Linked DNA regions of Mus musculus: region 1 is linked to region 2. A link is a contact called in public Hi-C data. All regions are on one chromosome and are shown on one strand. The core of a region is the stretch at or near the end of the contact, and the rest is flanking DNA. Distances in the headings are between cores, read along the strand shown. Region 1 overlaps Pak7 (p21 (RAC1) activated kinase 7). Region 2 overlaps Gm32659 (a long non-coding RNA gene).

Region 1 (4,538 bases), core at 655-3,154, 490 kb after region 2:
CTTGCTCTGCTTTTTCTCTTTTGCTTTTTTTCCGGTGGACCATCATCTAGGAACCCATTAAAAGCCTGATTCTTAGTGTAATGCCGGGGCTGCTGAAGCCTGGAAACGTCACCAAAAGATGTTAGGAAAGAAATTTTTTAAAAAAGAATATTAATGACTTCATATAACAATGGATGTTATTGTCTTAATCTTTGTTTCCGTTATATACATGTCCCTGTGTGGTCCTCACTCAGGCATGCAAAGCATGCAAAAGATAATGTCATGCTATCTTTAACATCTGCCCCACAGGTATAACTGTAGATACACCTTATACTATACATGAGCATACGCCTTCCTGGGAATGCTCTTCTTCCTGGGAATGATTTAAAACTAAGTCATATTTTGGTCACTATGAGTAGTTCTTTCTTCTAGTAAATTAAAAGGCAAAAGGAATTTAGCCTGGTGTTGCTCATCCCTAATTTTCCCAGAACCCTGAAATGCATCAACACATATTCAGAAGCAAAGAGACAATCCTCACTGACTCCAAGTCCCTGCACATTCTTTCAGGCACTGGGGCAGAGTGTCTGTTGTTGGATGGAGGATACTTCCTTTGAGCTAGGAAAAACAATTATGGGGATAATTACACATGCCAATTCAGAGGTAGGAGAAAAGCCAGATATAGTGTGCTCGAGTCTGCTCATCACGGACTTAGTCATTTCTTCCTAAAAGTACTCTCTCGCCATTTGCAGAGGTCAGTAGCAACTTATCTGAACATCCATAGTGCGTACTTATCATTTGTTTAGTAAGTCAGGAAAGACTTGATTCTTCAGGCTCCTTGTTATGAGATGTAGATCCCTATAGGCCTAAATGAAATTCCAACTCAAGGGTTTGGGGAAAATTCCTGGCAGCTTGCTCAATGCACTGAATAGTTTCCTACTGCACAAGGTCTCCAAAAGCACACAGAATCCAACCTACCTCCCAGACCCCCTACCTCAGCAGCATAAGGAGATGCTCCTTGCTTTGAGGGTCACAAACTACTCATTGGCAGCATTTGCCTTTTTTATCAAAGTTGAACATCAGCTCCTAGCATGCGCTATGTACCCCTGTCACACAGCCAGCATAAATGTGCCACATCTACTACGAAACTAATTGCCCCCTCTTGTAAATGAAAGTAAGTATCAGGAAGGAAATTCACCACATCAATAAAAAGGTTTTGCTTTTGGCAGAAGCAACAGTAACTACTTTATTAAGGTTCAACAGGAGGTTCCTTCATACCCTGCAAAGAGACAGACTGGAGCTCAGAGGACAGCAAACAGCTGCTGGGGAAAGCAAGAAAGAAGGCCCATCAGCCTTGGGCAGAGCAGGAGAGCTTGCCTGAGAGCAAGCAGGAATCGCATCAGTGCTGTTTCCTGACCGAAAAAGGAGAGAAACTGGTTTGCAAAGCACAACAGGAGGGCCACCAGAATGAATGAGTTGTCTTTTCCTAATTACCATTCCCTAAAATGTCTCTGCAGGGGAAAAAAAACCACCAGTGATGCTCCCTGGCTCTCTTGCGGATGCTCTTTTTTTCCTCTCCCAACACCAAGGCTGGTCCTGTTAACATTTTCCTTTCAGTCCAGAAAAATTTAAGATGTACTTTCCAAGCTCAGACAATAGAGGGCTGTGATTCGCTTTTATCTCACTCTGATTTATGTAGAGCGAGCAACACCCAGTCTGCCTTTCTCTCCTTTTTTTTTTTCTTTCTTTTTTTGAGATGAGCAATCTCTTTGTTTCATTGTGTTCCAAAAAGGTGTATTGGAGCATCACTACTGAGCCCTGGAAGCAGCTGTCTCCCTTCCCTGTAATCTCCATCCTTCACGGAACATTCCTTGGTCCCATTCTGTAGGAGAGATGCACAGCCCAGCCATTGCACACACCACCTTCCAGCACCAGCCAGCCACAGCCAGCCACAGCCTCCCTGATGTCAGTGCAGGGGCTCCTGGTGACAAAGGGATACTGCAGCATGATTTTTTTCCCCCTTCTGTTCTTTCTCCCACCCTCTACCTTTTTTTTCCAGCCTTGGCATAAAATGGTCAAATGATGTTCTACTGCAGAATTCAATTTCACAGTTCAGTTAGGTCCTTGATTACACTGCCAAATTCAGATTAATGTGCATTTAACTAACATGGATCAGGGGAATTCTGGCTGACAGCCAGCTGTAATCGGGGCAATTGATAGCGGTGAGGAGTTTTATGCCCTGTCCACTGCAGTGCACCACTGCTGAAATTGATTGATTAAATGAATTCATTGCTATAATTACTTATAATGTTGATACATCACAAGCCTGTACCTAACCCTATCCTTGGAGACAGTGCACTTATTGTAGAAGGGCATTCTGGCTGAACTGTTAACTGGGGAATTATTTATTCTCACATAATAAGTCCCCGCCCCCCCCCCCACACACACACACACACACTGCACATCTTGACTAGAGACAGGAAAAGGCGCATTTCTTTAAGAATTCATTTATGTGGTATGCTAAAAAATCTCAGGAAACTAAAAACCAAGTGTATGTTATTAACCACCCCAAAAGAAAGAGCTCCTTGTTCATCTGTCTGTATTTTTAAAGATTCCTGCAGAGAGAATTTCCTCTCCAAATGTAGCTGATGTGCAACAATCATTAGTGGTCTCCTTGCACTGCAGCTAACTGGTTTGGCAGCCTGGGGTGATAATTTGCAAAACAATTGATCTAGCTGTCTTTTATTGCATTGGGCCATATGGGAATCCCCTTTAGAGTCTGTGGGAGGGAAGTCATTCCTGTAGACTTACTTGTTCACAAAGCACACAGGACTGCTTTCCCTGGAGGAATGGGGACAGTCTTTGTGGTGTCTCTGTTGTTTGCTCTCCTATGTAAAGGCTTTCTGCCCCTGCTCAGCGCTTGCACGCTGAGGACTCTGGGGGGAAACTGGCATACACACCTCCTTTGGGAATGGTTTCGAGTATGGGTTCTGGGAGATGCAATGGTTCCCTTAGTAATTACAATCCCTTTCAATAGCCTAACTCAACTGCAACGTGCTTTTACTAAATTATTAGTTTCTATATCCCTTCACAAATACAAATACTAGAGACAGGCTTGCTCATGGAAACTCCATAGCTTTTCCTTTTTCTTCTGGAATATGTCTCTAAATTACATAAGAAAAGATTTCATAGTTTACATTTGACTTCCCTGCATGAATGCATGCATGTAAGAATGTACATAGGCTGATTCATCTGTGATTCAATAAAACCCCCAAATATAGACTACCATCAGAAAGACAAGTTAGAGGAATGATGACAGAAATCAAGAGTGGGTACGAGGGGGAGGCGGTCACACTGCAGAAAAGCAACTAGGCTTCCCTTTGTAAAAGACCATATAGATGTAAGCTGGGTATCATTGGCACCAAATACAAAGTTGGTTTCAGCCAAAGCATACTGAAAATAATGAGTTTTATACATAGATGATCAATTCATTTTTCTGACACAACCAAATATATATATATATATATATATATATATATATATATAAATTACTCTTCAAATATATATATATTTATACACATATACATATATATAAAACTATATATATTTGAAGAGTAATCTAAGCCAACACTGTTAAAAACCAAAATATAACCCTAGTGTTTCTCTTCTCCCATAGGCCTTATCCTTCATTATTTTCTGGTCAAATTCTTATTTTGTTCCAGACAACTCAGATGTGTAAGGTCACAAATAAACACCAGGACACCCCTTATCTCTGCTATCATCGGTTCACACGATACCCTCCTCTGTCTACTCCCAATCCTCCATCATTGAAGCCAGTTTCAGTGAACTTAAGCAGGACCCAAGTGACAAATGATTCAAAGAAGACTGACACTGTCATTCTTCTGTCTTAGTAGCTTAAAGTCCTTTTCTCTAACCTACTTCAACCTACTATGCCTTGGTAGTCTTATAAAATAAAATAGGGCTTATTGTTTAATGTGAGGTCGAAATACCATGATGTGCATTGAGTCCTCGGAATAGACCTTGCTACATGGAAAGCCCTCAATAAATACTATCATTAGGACTTCTTTTTTCCCTGAAAGAACAGACTTTTAATAGAGTAATCCCTTAGGGAAGGAGCCCAATTTTGGCCCCAGGAAAATGTCAGAGCATTTTAATCACAAGAAAGAGTCCTAGCTTTAATTACACAGATCAGATAGATGACAAGGAATGGTGGGAATGTCTGTCACAGCAGGCAAGAAATGAGATCTGGGTGCCAATGTGCTAATGGCCCAGGACATCCAGAAACCTCCTTCTGTGAATATGGGATGAACCTTAGCAGAATCAGCATGTCCTGTGATTCCCATGGGCATAGAGGGCCATTGGCCTAGGTGATATGCAAAATATATTATGTTTCCAAGCCTCAATTTTATTGAAAACAAAATAAAATTAAAAAGAATGAGATCTTTTCCATAGCCATGAGCCTGTAACATGCTCCATCAATGCAGTTGCTTAAGATCAAAGTGATGTTCGTTCTTCTTGAGTTTCATGAGTTTCACAAATTG
Region 2 (4,426 bases), core at 452-2,951:
AGTACCTCCAGAACTTGTGTCTCTAGCTTCATATGTAGCAGAAGATGGCCTAGTGGGCCATCATTGGGAAGAGAGGCCCCTTGGTCTTACTAACTTTATATGCCCCAATACAGGGGAATGCCAGGGCCAAGAAGTGGGAGTTGGTGGGTAGGGGAGCAGGGCAGGGGGAGGGTATAGGGGACTTTCAGGATAGCATTTGAAATGTTAATGAAGAAAATATCTAATAAAAATTGAAAAAAAAGTTGTGTGTCCTCCCAAGCAGAGGTGGCTTGACTTGGGTTTGCATTGGCTAATGAACATGGCCCAGATGACAACCCAGTAGATTAGAGTTTAGGGAGAGACCTTGCACACATTTCTCCTGTTCCTCAAAGATTTGTGATGGATAATTGTCTTTTAAAGCACTGGGTTATTTGCCATACAGTAGAAATTGACTAAACTCTATCCTAAATCTATAGTTCGTTCATGCTTATTCTCTTCCATGTAAACAATTGTTTTCCCTGAATATAATAATCTTGTCAGGCACAGAAAGGTTCCATGACCTCCTCTGAGGTGCCAGGAGAGCCAGGGTGCCAGCTTTGGCAGTGTTTTGGTTTATTCCTGTGTTCAGGGCCTCTGGGCCGAGTCACCTGTCTAGGCTACTGGATAGTCATTGTGCTGTTTCTCCTCCATAGGCCCAGCACAGCTGCTGTTTTTTTCCAAAGCCCTGTTTTCCCAGAGCTGTTAGGTAGGAGGCCTGTACGTACGTTCTCGTAGACTGTGCTGGTGACATATGTGTCTGTTAGGGACTCTTAGCACAAAGCTGGCCTGAGATGGAGAGCTCACCAAGAATACTGCAGATGCTGCAGCCAGAGAATATGTGGAGCTTTCAAGTCAGCAGAATGCAGAGTAAACAGCCCAGCTCAGAGCGAGGCAACATGTCAGTCCTGGTTTTGCTTCTTGGCTGATTCCACGGCCCTGGGAGAGATCCTTGGCCTATATTTCTGTATCTTGGTTTCTGATATCCCTTTAATTCCCTCATGCCAGGATTCAAGGGTTAAAGAGAGCTTCATACAAATGAAAAGCTCTATAAAAAACCACAAGTGTAAGTGTGTAATTAAAGCAAATTCTGACAGATTAGAGCAATGATTCTGCTTGCTGTAGCTAGCTCTGCAGCGCCATACCCCCAGGAACTGGCTAGATGTGCACCCGTGCCAGCCCCACTCAACCACCCTGAATGTGAACTTCAGGTGGGGCCCTCTTGCCTATGTTTCAAGGAGATTTGGCACAGATTTAGAGTCTAGGTTTGCTGATTTAAAGCCGTATCAGTCTTTTCTGAAAAACATGACACCCTTATTTATGTAAACGAAGTGCCTCTAGTGTTCGATAATTTTCCTCAAAATGAATGGAACAAGAAAAATAAAAGAGAAAGCAACTATAAATAATGTGCTAATGAGGAAGCAAGCCAACCTCATGTCTCTGTGGAAGCTAAGCAAAGAGGTACTTTGAATCAGTAGACAGAACTAAGACCCCAGCTGCATGCATTATGGTGACTGTCAGGGCTGGGGTCCTCGATATCTTACTGTTAGCCTGAAGAATTTCTGCAAGGAATGCTGTCTTCCTCTCTCATCTTGTCATGCTGGCATTCCCTAGGCTGACCTCTTACTCTTCCACCACATGCAGACTCAGGCCCCTCTCCATGCTACAGAGGGACTTACATCAGAAGGGTAGTTTTATAGCACATGATTCAGCCACTGCCAGGCAATGTTTGTCACATCTTATTCAGTGCACAGCAGAGCTAAATTCACCCCCTGAGCACTAGTGTATCTGATGGACATACACATAGTTCAGGCCACTTGGAATTGGATGTGGCTTATACCATGGGAGCTGGCTAAAGAAGCCACAATCAACATTCCTCTCAGTTCTCCTGGCCCAAAACCTCCATTAAGAAATTTAGGTTGTCTGAGAGCACAAGATGCTCTGGGGATAGGCCTCATCCAGGGAGTTAGGACTGGCTAATTGGGAGTGATTCCAGATGCTGCAAAGTCCACTATTGTGCTTTGAGCAGGAAGGCTCCAGGTTGCACACGCAAGGCAGAGACTCTTGGACATAGTATTTCAAGCAAGATTGCTTTGAGACATTCTGGATAGGCATACACTTTACCCACTGCCCAGGAGGCATGGTCACATGAATCTTTGAGTCAGGGGCCTGAAACCCAAAGCTTAGTGGGATAAGATGCAGGTCTGGCAAAAGTGTGGGTTTGAAGACGAGTTATTTGCTTATTTTGTTGTGTGATCTTGATAAATGCGTGCTAATGCCCTCATTTGTGCAACGAAAAAGATACTGCTTGTAAACTAAAAGATACTAATGCCCAGTAAAGTACCATTGCCTATATTTCCTCTTGTGAGCCCAGGGGATAGCAGATGTCATCAGATATGGAAATGGAGGCCTTTCCTCTTCTTCTGCTTCCTCCTGGCCAATGGCCTAATTGTCTGGTTGGGAAGAAAGCCAGGTGAGTATGATGGGCTTCTTTATAGCTCCCAGGGGTCAGATGAAGGTGATACAACCACAATGCTGGCTAATTATATTAGGAAAGCTTCCCATGGGACTGTGGAAATCGATTCACGAAAGGGCTGACAGCACCAGTTTCAGGCTGCACTCTGAGCTCGCCTACTTACCAAAGCCATAAGACATAGTAATAGCTCATGGTCCTGTCACTGACCAGGTTGCCTCCGAAGACTGGAGTCAAAAGAAAGTTATCATGGCCCCCAGGCCTGTACACCTGCCTCATCTGCAGACTCAAACCAGTTAGAGGCTTTGTGCATTTCTGGGATGAGAAGGCATTTAGACCTTGAAGACAAAAGCAGACATGCTCTTCCAAGCTCCTTAAAACACAAAGCAACTGGATGATAGCAAAGCGGCCAGGTGAATTTCTTGATCTGAGAATCCAAGTAGCCCTAAATTAGCTTTCTATATTTAGGGAGAAGCAAAAGAATGATTTGTTTATTTTCCTTTTAAAATCCAAGAGCTGGTTGAAATTTTAATAGGCTAGGAAGAACTAGCGTTCCAGAGAGAGTGAGCCCAAGATAGCCACTAGAGGGCCTCAGCGTCCCAGCAAATCTGCTCCCAGTTTGGAGGCTCAAATATTTGGTTGAATCTGATGTTTAGGGGGGACTGACTCCCATTCCTGGAACCACTTGCAGTGGGCTCTTAGCACCACACAAGAAAGAAGGAAGCCTTTCTGTTAGTAGAGTTAGATAATCAGTTGATCAATTTATTCACTGGTAACCTATCTTTGCAGGCAATAAAAATGTCCTATCATTGGGGTAAAAGCTAAGGTGAGGATGTGGGTCAATTGTGAAAGTCTAACTGAATAGAAACCTAGTTGGAGCACATACTGGTAGGGTCGAGGCTTCAGAGATATGGGCTGAAGCATCCCTTTAATTTCTCCATGCTGCCCTGCAAACAAACCCAGAGAGTATCATTTACATAAGAAGAGAGAAACCATGCTGCTTGAGGAAAATGAATGTAACTGGAGGGAATCAAGGCAGTTTCAAGAAGACACATGCTGTGCGTGTTTCTCATTTTATACAGATATATGAAATCTTACAGCGTGAGAGTAGATGAAAATCTAAGTGACCAAAAGGAACTCATCAGATAGAGGGTAGAGAAAGTGGAAAGCAGAGGTACATGAGGGGAGTATGCTAACATAACTATGTATAGTTTGCAACTATATATAGTTTAGTCATTGTCTAAAACTTGCATTCACCTTGGATTTAGCAAGAGTAGAACCTCATGGGACGATCACTCCCCAGATGATAGCAATTACCCACTATGCTAGAGGCATGAATAATTCTCTTCTGAAAATCAACTGTCCTCTAAAACAATAAGGACTTCTTCAGCTATTCTTGCAGAGCCCAAACTGAGATACTGGACAACCAGATAAGTTCTTGACCAGGACTGCTTAATTGTTTATAATTCTGATCGCTCTGTTTAATTCTTCATTTATTCAAGCCCAAGGTTCATGTCAGGACCCCTTGCCTACTGCTCGAGCCATTGTTGGTGGCCACCTTTGAACTCCTGTGTCTTCTTACAGGCCTTAATCCAATACAGTTCCCCACTCCCACCCCCTGCAACACACACACTATTATTTTAGGACACTTGATTTAAGGCTTGACAAAACGATGGCTACATCCTTTTGTACAAAGAGCTGCAGCCCTGGTTTCCTAATCTAACCAATCAGATGCTCTTGTTAGCTCTCATGTATCTTTTGGATATTAGGTTGAAGTTCACATCTTGAAGGCAGCCCACTTCCTTGTATCCAAATCTCCAGCTAAAGAATCTCATAGAATCATGAGTCTCTGCTCTTTTGTCTTGCTGAAAGATGGCATTTTTGTTGGTTTTCTTTTATTACTAAGTTCCCTCAAGGAACACTGGAACTATTCTTGAT

What was found. A called contact is a pair of places that touch in the nucleus more often than the background predicts.
Region 1: a Hi-C map of cortical neurons shows a contact between it and region 2, with 4 times the contacts expected there. The contact joins two enhancer-like sites. A contact is called at or near these places in 1 of 484 Hi-C or Micro-C datasets (cortical neurons) and 1 of 9 other capture datasets (embryonic stem cells).

Annotation. Positions count from the first base shown.
Region 1 is chr2:136,105,952-136,110,489 of GRCm38.p6, reverse strand. The region is part of intron 4 of Pak7 (p21 (RAC1) activated kinase 7); the gene reads left to right. Among named protein-coding and RNA genes, the nearest start is that of Gm14218, 29 kb to the left of the region's middle. Within about 2 kb of position 1,904, at least 77 of the 459 cell types and tissues checked have an H3K27ac peak or open chromatin away from gene starts, as enhancers often do. A contact at or near this core is called in cortical neurons, where this site is marked.
Region 2 is chr2:136,595,311-136,599,736 of GRCm38.p6, reverse strand. The region is part of intron 2 of Gm32659 (a long non-coding RNA gene); the gene reads left to right. Among named protein-coding and RNA genes, the nearest start is that of Ankef1, 65 kb to the right of the region's middle. Within about 2 kb of position 1,701, at least 21 of the 459 cell types and tissues checked have an H3K27ac peak or open chromatin away from gene starts, as enhancers often do. A contact at or near this core is called in cortical neurons, where this site is marked.